Linked DNA regions of Sus scrofa: all the other regions are linked to region 3. Evidence: chromatin contacts called from public Hi-C and promoter capture Hi-C data. All regions are on one chromosome and are shown on one strand. Each heading gives the region's core, a stretch centred on a gene start, on an enhancer-like site or on the middle of the called end of the contact. The rest is flanking DNA. Distances are from core to core; before and after follow the strand shown. Region 1 overlaps NSD3 (histone-lysine N-methyltransferase NSD3). Region 2 holds the start of PLPP5 (phospholipid phosphatase 5). Region 3 holds the start of LETM2 (LETM1 domain-containing protein LETM2, mitochondrial).

Region 1 (2,955 bases), core at 80-2,579, 85 kb before region 3:
TTAAGGAACTTTTATCTTATCCCACCCTCTAGATGAAAGGAAATTCTAGAGAATATACACTACTCTGAAATAAAGCTGAAACACATCCTATGGATCCATGGGGGGAGGGGAGAAGGAATGTTCCTCTAAACCCTTAAGTATTTCTAAAAATATTTCTAGATATTTCAGTCCTTAAGAATTTGCTTAATGATTTTAAATAACCAATAACTAAGAAGTAAAAGAAAAATCCTCTGTGCAGAGGGAGAAACTGGTATGAGGCAAGAAACAAAGGCAAAACAAGCTGTTTTCTAATACCAAAACATAAACAAAGTATCTCTTTTAATGTGTGGATTTATTACAATTTTATCTCTTTTAAAAAGGAGACCTCTATAAATACTGCTAAAAAGAACACATATCATTTACTTCTGGAGAACTTTTAAGCCCTTCTAAAAATCCCAACATCTGACCTATTTAGAATAAGTTTCTGTAAAGTACTAGAAAGGAAACTGAAAGGTTTCTGTTAACTGCACAAAGTTGCACAGTTAAAATATCTGGGAATTAATCTTGCTTAGAGAAAGCATTTAAATATAGCAAATCTTTCAGAATAACTGCCAAATTGATAAGCTGCAAATACGGCCTGTTGTTAAAACATGGGTTTTCCCTCATTTGCTTTTACTAGAGGCATATTAGTTAAACTTAACAAAACAGCTAGAGTTTCTTTAAAACTAGGTTCCTTGACAATAGATCATTTTCTACCTATCTTAAATTGAAAATACCTGTTTTTGTTTGTTTGTTTGTTTGTTTTTTCCATGCACCCAGGGCATGTGGAAGTTCCCATGCCAGGGATCAAACCCAGGCTTCAGCAGCACCCCAAGTCACTGCAGTGACAATGCCAGATCTTCAACCTGTTGTGCCAACAGGGAATTCCAGACACACCTGCTTTAAAGGTTGCCCAATTACTGAATGAAGTAAAGCAAAAGAAAATACTGGTTTATATACTTACTGATGATACTTGATTTGGAATGTATTCCAAAGTAGCCAACATGATAATTTTAAACTTGGTATTTAAAATGTTGGTTCAGTTATACAGACACACACACACACTCACCTAACGCCCTGAGTAAAAGTGCCTAGAATGGTAAAATATTTACAAAGCAACATGGACTTTGCTATCTCTGACACCTGTCTATTTAAAGGGCTCTAAAGCTAGTCATTCAGTACTATTATTTTCTTAGGGATGGGCAGATGGAAAAGACCTATGCTGACTTTTTCTTTCACTAACACGATGTGGCATGAAACACTTCAGGCCTCCTCCCTGTCTCATCCAGGACACAACTGTCATCACTGCTCTTCACAACGCTGCCCTCTACTGGCAGACTGTCCTGCACGCTTGCAAAACTCTGGCAAACTCAAAACAGTGTATATAATGGGCCCAGCTGGGGGCTACAAAAAGGACCAACACTTAATCTTTTTTTCCCCCATCTTCTCTGGTTATTTTTTTCGTTTTCTTTTATGGCCACATCTGTGGCATATGAAGTTCCTAGGCAAGAGGTCAAATCAGCTAGCCACAACCACGGCAACACCAGATCTGAACTGCATCTGCAACCTATGTCACAGCTTGCCGCAACGCCAGATCCTTAACTCACTGAGCAAGGTCAGGGATTGAACCCAAATCTTCATGGACACTATGTCAGTCAGGTTTTTAACCTGCTGAGCCCACAACGGGAACTGCTGGTTATTTTATTTTTTTTTAAAGAGAGTTACAAAAGTAAAACAACTCAAGGTCTATTACACTACTTAAATTTTTTTGTTTTGCTTTTTAGGGCTGCACCTGCAGCATATGGAAATTTCCAGGCTAGAGGTAGAATCAGAGCTGAAGCTGCAGCTGCAATGCCACAACAATAGCAACTCGGGATCTCAGTCATGTCTGCGACCTACACCACAGCTCACAGCAACGCCAGATCCTTAACCCACTAAGCAAGACTAGGGATTGAACCCATGTCCTCATGGATACTAGTCAGTTTATTTCCACTGAGCCACAATGGGAACTCCTATACTACTTAAATTCTATTGAAAATACTTTACAGTACTTTCACAAAATTAAAAAAACTGCCTTTTAAAGCAAAACCAAAACAAAACCAAAATTTTATATTCAGTATGGTCTAAATATAATCTAACAGGCCTGATATGCCATAGAGTCCTTTCAAATATTTCATTTACTAAGAGTTTAGAAAACTACGTACTTGCAGTTAAAACAAAAACCTGCATTTGGGGACATTAGTTGGTTTCTAAAATCTTTATTAAACACTAAAAATTATTTTTTATAATGCAGCTGAGATACTCAGTAGAGCTGGACACTCTGTATCATATTCAACTAAAGAAGTTCTACTTTACAGCAAACTCAAGTTCACTGACCCCTCAGGGACACAGTATGTTTTTAACTGATCAGTTTCCTGGCATAATTAAATATCAACAGCTGGCAAGTAAGAAAGCATGCATCGCCAGCTCTTAACTAATGTTGCCTTGGCTGTATCCCATCAGGCTTTCCTCAATGCCAGAGTAAAACATGATAAAACACAATATAAACAGTTAAAAAATAAGTGTGCTCATTTTGTCTTCTAAGTAAAATCTCAATTAGCTGAAAACTCTGGATTAAAGAATATGATATGGGAAAAGTCTACTTCAAATGGGAAGAACTGTTTGCAGAAGAGAAGAGAGATAACCCTTGAACAGTGTTGGGGGGTTAGGGGTGCTGACCCCCCCACAGTCAGAATCCACTGTAACTTTTTCAGTCACCATCCCTCCCATCTGCAGATTCAACCAACCTTGGATTGCGTGGTACTGCGGCACGCATTGAGAACAATGCACATGTGAATGGACCTGCACAGTTCAAAGTCCTGTCATTCAAGGATCAACTGTAGTTTCATCTTTTGATGCTCCAAACAGGAACACTAAGAACCCATCTATAATTCTATA
Region 2 (3,296 bases), core at 287-2,786, 110 kb before region 3:
TCCTGCATTGCTGTGGCTGTGGTGTAGGCCACTGGCTCGGCTCTGTTTCCATCCCAAGCCTGGGAACTTCCAAATGCCTTGGGTGCAGCTCCAATTAGACCCCTAGCCTGGGAACCTCCATATGCCACAAGTGCGGCCCTAAAAAGACTAAGTGTTATTAGATAAAGTTGCTAGCAAAACACACACTAACCTTTCTCTAAGGCCACTGTGCTCTTTCCCCGAGAATTTTAAGCAGAGTCTAAAAATGAGGATGTGGGTTCAGTCCCACACTCACCGAGTTAAGGATCTGGTGTTGCTGTGGCTGTGGTGTAGGCTGGCAGCTGCAGCTCTGATTTGACCCCTAGCCTAGGAACTTCCATATGCAGCAGGTGTGGCCCTAAAGAGGAAAAAAAAGAAAATTCTGGCCCTCGGTGACCACTCTGTTGTGGTACACAGACAACTTCCGTACTCTAGACAAATAATCCAGTGCCCTGAGACACACCCAGTGAACCAACTTCTTCTCACAGGTGGAGTACAGGGGTGACAGAATTAGTTTAGGAACACAGGTCAGTGGCTCCCACACACTGAGACTGCAACCCCAGTGAGGGAACCCGTCGTCACCCTTCTCTCAGCACTAAAGGGAGACACCAGCCAGGAGGGCTGGCTCTTACCCAGGCAGGCTTGTTGGCTGTCTGCTGTGTCTGCCTTCTTGAGACATTTGGCCAGGAGGATCAGAGACAGCGGAGAGAGAAATGCAATAACCTGAACCAGAATATGTCAGGGGTTAAAATACAAAAGATAAAATCGCACATAAAACTTCCCACAAGTATGAAAATAGCTCCTACAAGAGAAGGACGGAAGTGAAGGCACAGCTCACCTGTTAGACCTGTTACCCTGCAAATGCAGTGTCCAGTGTCTGTCTGCGCTAAACTGGGCACACAGTACCACCAGGAGCACCCATCACCCGTATACTAAATGACCAGTTACCCCGGGCGCCCTAAAGCGTCCTCAGAACCCGTATCTTGAGCCAGAGTGGATGGGCACCTTGTTCTGTAAATCCGGATCTTAAATACAAAGTTTTAGCACATCAACAAAGGTCATTTTGGAGACAGGATGAGCCCCTCCCACTTCCCAACATTAAACTCGAACGAAGGTCAAAAGGAAGGCTGGTTCTCACGCACAAACATCGGCTTGGTAGGGAAATACTCTGCTTCAAAGTACGGATTCCGATAAAGCCACATCTCCTCGGGTTGGATGAGCCTCTGAAAGGGCGGGAGCAGCTCTGTTACCCTAAAGGGGGAACACAAAGGTGCAGGCGCGTCGGCAGCTTCCCGGAAGCGGGCGGAGCCTGGAGGGGAGGCGGATCTGCTCTCCACCGGGCGGCCGGGGGTTGCGGGGCTGGTCTCCGGGGGTCCGAACCCAAGTCCTTACAGGAAGGCCGCAAACAGCGCGATCCGCACGCCCACCTCGGCCCCCAAGGCCGCTGCCGCCACTTTCCCCATCACTGGATGCGGCTGACGTGGCTGCAGAGAGGAAGGTGCTGGGGTGGTGGCAGCGAAGCTGCACCCGGTGTCAGGGGCGGAGCAAGGCGGGGCGGGGCGTGGGAGAGGGAGGGGCGGAAGTGAAGAATCGCCACTGGCATTCGTCCCCCTCCCGTCACCTCGTGGTTTCCAGACTTAGTACTTTGCAGAGGCCCGGGCCTTCCCTCCGTGGAAGCCACGCAGACCCCACGTTTCCGGATCCAAGTGTCTTAGCAGCGTAGCACATTAGCACGTGGCTCCCTCCGTACACCGCTCGGGAGCCGCCGGCTGTAGGCCTTGCTGGCTGGGCTGGACTTTCTGGGTGTTTCAACCCCCTCACTCCCCGCCCCGGCCCAGAATGGCCTCTTGCCCATTGAGTTGCAGCAAGAACTTACAGGCAATGAATAAGTCCACATGTTTAATTTGGAACATACAGGACAATTTATTTAAGTCGGTCTCCAAGCAAAATCTGAAATCAGTGGAATGTCATTAAAAACCTTTCCAAATTAATCCTCACGGAAGCAAAAAACACATTTGAATTCCAAAGTATTTGTAAAATAAAAAAGGGCAACATCTCAGTAAATATACAAAAATTATATGTTCCTACCAGCACGCACAGTAGTAAGAAGCTTAAATATTACAAGCAATCCTAAATATACTATAACTGGTCAACAATAAGCTATCTATATACAGGTTAACCAAGCTTTACACATTTCACACTATGCAATAAAACATAGGCCAATCAACAAAATCCCCAAAATATCATATATCTTGAAGTCTATGTGGCAACATCAAGTCATTATACAGTAATGCCCTAGTGAACCCCCCAGGGAGAATGAACACCAATCCCTTAGTGTCAGGAGCTTCTAGCCAAGTCACAGAAACTCAAAAGAGATTGACTTTAGTGAATATTGATGCTTTGTTATTAAAGACTCAAGTCTCAAGTGATTTAGGCAAAATAACATTTCACAGGATCTACAAAGTTTATTACAGATAAAGTACAGAAATAACCAATCTACAAAGGTCATTATAGATAAAGATCACGAGGAAATGAAAACAGAATCTGTAGGTATCTGTGTTTGTTGTGCAATATCACAAGTGGATACAAATGAATTTCTCATATCAATTCCAATTTTGCACACACCCTTGTATATAAAAAGAACCTTATTAGCCAGTTATAATCTTCACTTAGCATCGTGGTTATTGGTGGCAATGTGATTTTCTTTTTTGACAAAGGGTATGTGACAGCACAATGAGATAAAGAGCAGTATTAGTGACAACAAAGTAAAAGTGAATTTTATCCAGTCCACTTCTAAACTGTCAAGGATACCACATAAATCCCTCACCGAGGTAATCTGCTGGATACGGAGAGCCACCCGCACACAGCGGAGCTCTGTGGAGGTCGGGATAGGAGCTCGGGCCCCAGGGCGCTTTCTGGCCAATGAGCAGATGCACTGATGCCACACAGGCAAACTAAGGACCGAAGAAATGACTTTGGCAACTATTCATCTTTTCCCTTTTTTTCTTACATGTTAATGACTTGGAGAGGCTACCAAAGGAAGGTAATTCTCTTCCTCTCCCCTTCATACATTAAGTGCCACAAGCATCTGAACTTGTCACTTAAGCAATGGACTGAAAGAGGAAAGAACGGAAATAGGCTTGAAACACACAGGCTACACACACCCAGCATTTCAGGAGTGTAACATTAAGTGCAAATTTCTGTTTTTTTCCCTACACAGGCGTATAATGAAAAGGAAAGAAAAGGTGCTTGGGGATAGGGTTGACAAAATGACAAAA
Region 3 (2,935 bases), core at 19-2,518:
ATCAGAGGTACAGCTGCCATCCTACACCACAGCCACAGTGACACCAGATCCCAGCTAGATTTGTGACCTACACCACAGCTCATAGCAACACCAGATCCTTAATCTGCTGAGTGAGGCCAGGGATTGAACACACAACCTCATGGTTCCTAGTCAGATTCGTTTCTGCTGTGCCACGATGGAAACTCCCAAAAAGTAAGATTCTTAACCTTTCTCCTTTTAAAATAGGATTGCTGACATATGGCCATGGTAGAAAATCTAGCTCATCTTTCAAATACTGGGCTTGGAATTATTCATCTGGTTTATGAATACTTAATGATTTTCACTGTGTCTGGTTGTAAATGAATACAATGCATGAATAAGAATATTTCCCGGTATAAAATGTCTCCCAGGGATCTGAGAGGAATATTTTTGCATCTTTTATGATCTTTTCCAGAAAAGTACATATACATGATAGTGCAGTGATTAATTTATGAAATTAATGTGAAAATTATACCTACCTAGCCTTTTAGAGCTCAAAATTTACCATTGGGAATTTTCAAAGAAAGAAAGGTAAGGAGACCAAAGCTTTGTAAATAGATGTGTTAATTCTGGTAAACACAGAAGGTGAAGCCTCTGTGTGGAAAGTTGGGCATCAGACGTGCACAAAGGGCCCTCTAGTGGCCAAACTGTAAAGTTTGGCCTATTTAACATAGTCGATACTTTTGGTCATTAGCTGAAAAATGCTTTGTGGATTAAAAGCTGTCTGTATCATACTTTCCCTTAAAAAAAAAAAAAAAAAAAGCTGTCTGCATTTTTAAATGTGCAGCCCAGATGAGTAAAGTCTGTGGTCAGGCACATATTAAGAGAAATATTCTCCGTGTGAAAGCAATTCCTTGCTGTCTGGTGTTAAAGTAGACCACCAAAAATTTTTTTTCCTCCTAGAGCCAGATGAAATGGATAAGTAGAGATAATTGGGGGGCGAGAACATTTTTAGATCTTTTCCTTTTCCAGAAGGCCCAGTTACCCATCCTAAGAACTGAAGTGCTATGTTACTGCACGGCTACTATATATACTTTTTCTTTTTTACATGTTATTTTGAGATTTCTACAGAAACTACTGATCATAATAACTTAGAACATTTATAAAGAAATTTTTAGTGGAATTCAGACTTCCATACGAAGACTTCACAGCACTCCAGTTTGGGGCCCTGAAGATAGGAGAGGGATGTTTTTCTTAACCATTCCCGCCCTTTCTGCCACTCCCTCTCCCCACTTCTTTCCCTGCCGCCCACCCCTCCCCGCAGTTGCGGAGTTGGAAGGTGGGGTGAATATAGCAAAGTGATGTAATTCGTACTCCGAGATTGTTACCATGGCGACTATCAGACATATTATGCTATCGATAGGGTAAAAGCTTCTTTAATCCGGCCTCCAAGGAAGGGTTTTGGAGGTGGGAGTCCACAGCCTACAAAATGTGGACAAGACCGTTGAGCGCGCCCGCCCTCCGCCCAGCATAGACACTCCTTAAACTAAACCCAGTAAAGGAGTCCTTTGGCGGGTGGAACCAGACCTTGCGGTCCCCTGGGATGCCTACGCGAAGGACGACCTCGCGCCCCAGAATCTCAGAGCTCATTGGTGGGTGGTGTCGTCACTCAGAGTGACGTAACGGATGAGGAAAGAGGTGGAGCCATAGATAGGGCTTCGGGCCCTTCTAGCTGGGGCAGCTGGGGGAGGAGGGGAATTGGGAAGGCACTGGAGGACTGAGGCAGCCGTTCCCGGGAGCCGGCCGGAGGAGGTAGGGTGGGCGGGTCAAGTCCTTAAGCTGTTGCTTGGTGGACCGCGCCTGCCTGTTTTCCTCCAGAGCCCACTCCCTCCACATCCTGCTCCTCCCATCAGCGCTCTGATTTTCCCGACAGTTTCCAGTCCCCACCCAGCGCTCTCCTCAGCCCCTGACCTCGGCTCTCCGCCCCCGCCCCCAACTTTCCATCCCTGCTCTTTCCGTGCTTCGCTTCCTCGTTATCTTACGTACCCTGCGCCCGGCTTCTCCTCGCCTTCCTTCCAAAAAGCAGGATTGCCAAGGCCAGTGCCTGCACCACCCCCGATCCAAAAAACAAAGACCCCCCCCCCAACCTCCGACCCCACCACAGCAAACACAGTCCACTAACGCACAACGCGCACAAAAGCCATCGGCTGGGAAAGCGTAGGGAGCGTTCTGCCCCGACGTCGTCGAGAATCGGAGGCAAAGGTAACCGGGAGAGCCCGGGATCCGGGCGAGAGGGCGCCGCGGCGAGAAGGCGCAGGTGGGCCTGGCCTCCCGGCCCCGCCCCGATTCTGCCCCAACCCCGCCCCGGCTCTCCCGGGAAGTGGTTGCATTCGGTCCTGGCTGAGAGTGCCCCCGGCCGAAACTAGATTAACCGCCGGATGGGGTCTGGTCTCTCTCCAGCAGGAGACCACCCGCCCTTAGTCTGGGTTCAGATATTTCAAGGTATTATTTAAATTGTTCAAAATGTCAGCTCTGTGGATGAGATTTCCCTCCTGGAGAGACTTGTACTCCTTTCCCAGCTTCAGGAAAACGGGCTGACGCTGTGAGATACTAAAGTTCTTTCTCCATCCTATGGCTGAAAAGCGCCATAGTATGGACAAAGATTTTGGTAAAGCTTATTTAAAGGTCGGTTTGGGCTCTTTGGAGAATCACTAGCTCAGGACACCTGTTCATCTCCATTCAAATTCTTAGTAGGTACTATGTATATTTTCAATATTATGAAAACGAGTACTTTCGGCAGCTATCGAGTACTGGCGGCAGCTTGGCCAGGTGGGGGAAAAAACTACTGAAAACAAACCCAGGCTGTTTACTGTCTACCTGTATTTTTAAGCTACAAATAAGTGTGTCTTGATTAGCTTCTTCAACAGTTGGCAGACATTCAAGTGAATTATTGAGTGCTATTGACCAGATATCAAAA

Evidence for each region. Promoter capture Hi-C pulls out the DNA fragments that hold promoters and counts their contacts. A called contact is a pair of places that touch in the nucleus more often than the background predicts.
Region 1: a Hi-C map of liver shows a contact between it and region 3, with 2.7 times the contacts expected there. The contact joins the enhancer-like site here to the promoter of LETM2 in region 3. A contact is called at or near these places in 1 of 5 promoter capture datasets (liver), 15 of 47 Hi-C or Micro-C datasets (alveolar macrophages, blood, brain and 4 more) and 2 of 2 datasets of contacts at active chromatin or transcription factors (alveolar macrophages and skeletal muscle).
Region 2: a contact with region 3 is called in a promoter capture Hi-C map of liver, with 9 times the contacts expected there. The contact joins the promoter of PLPP5 here to the promoter of LETM2 in region 3. A contact is called at or near these places in 4 of 5 promoter capture datasets (fetal liver, fetal skeletal muscle, liver and 1 more), 19 of 47 Hi-C or Micro-C datasets (alveolar macrophages, embryonic fibroblasts, fetal heart ventricle and 10 more) and 2 of 2 datasets of contacts at active chromatin or transcription factors (alveolar macrophages and skeletal muscle).

What each region holds. Positions count from the first base shown.
Region 1 is chr15:48,215,910-48,218,864 of Sscrofa11.1, reverse strand. All of the region lies in intron 14 of NSD3 (histone-lysine N-methyltransferase NSD3), which reads right to left. Among named protein-coding and RNA genes, the nearest start is that of PLPP5, 29 kb to the left of the region's middle. Within about 2 kb of position 1,329, at least 3 of the 83 cell types and tissues checked have an H3K27ac peak or open chromatin away from gene starts, as enhancers often do. A contact at or near this core is called in liver, where this site is marked.
Region 2 is chr15:48,244,294-48,247,589 of Sscrofa11.1, reverse strand. It overlaps PLPP5 (phospholipid phosphatase 5), which reads right to left and starts at 1,536. Exons shown (of 8, transcript XM_005671771.3): 1 at 1,411-1,536; 2 at 1,161-1,269; 3 at 651-741. The coding sequence starts at 1,481. NSD3 (histone-lysine N-methyltransferase NSD3) reads right to left here. Exons shown (of 24, transcript XM_021075908.1): 24 at 1,917-3,296. The region is part of intron 15 of DDHD2 (phospholipase DDHD2); the gene reads left to right.
Region 3 is chr15:48,130,759-48,133,693 of Sscrofa11.1, reverse strand. It overlaps LETM2 (LETM1 domain-containing protein LETM2, mitochondrial), which reads left to right and starts at 1,268. Exons shown (of 9, transcript XM_013984075.2): 1 at 1,268-1,770. All of the region lies in intron 1 of NSD3 (histone-lysine N-methyltransferase NSD3), which reads right to left.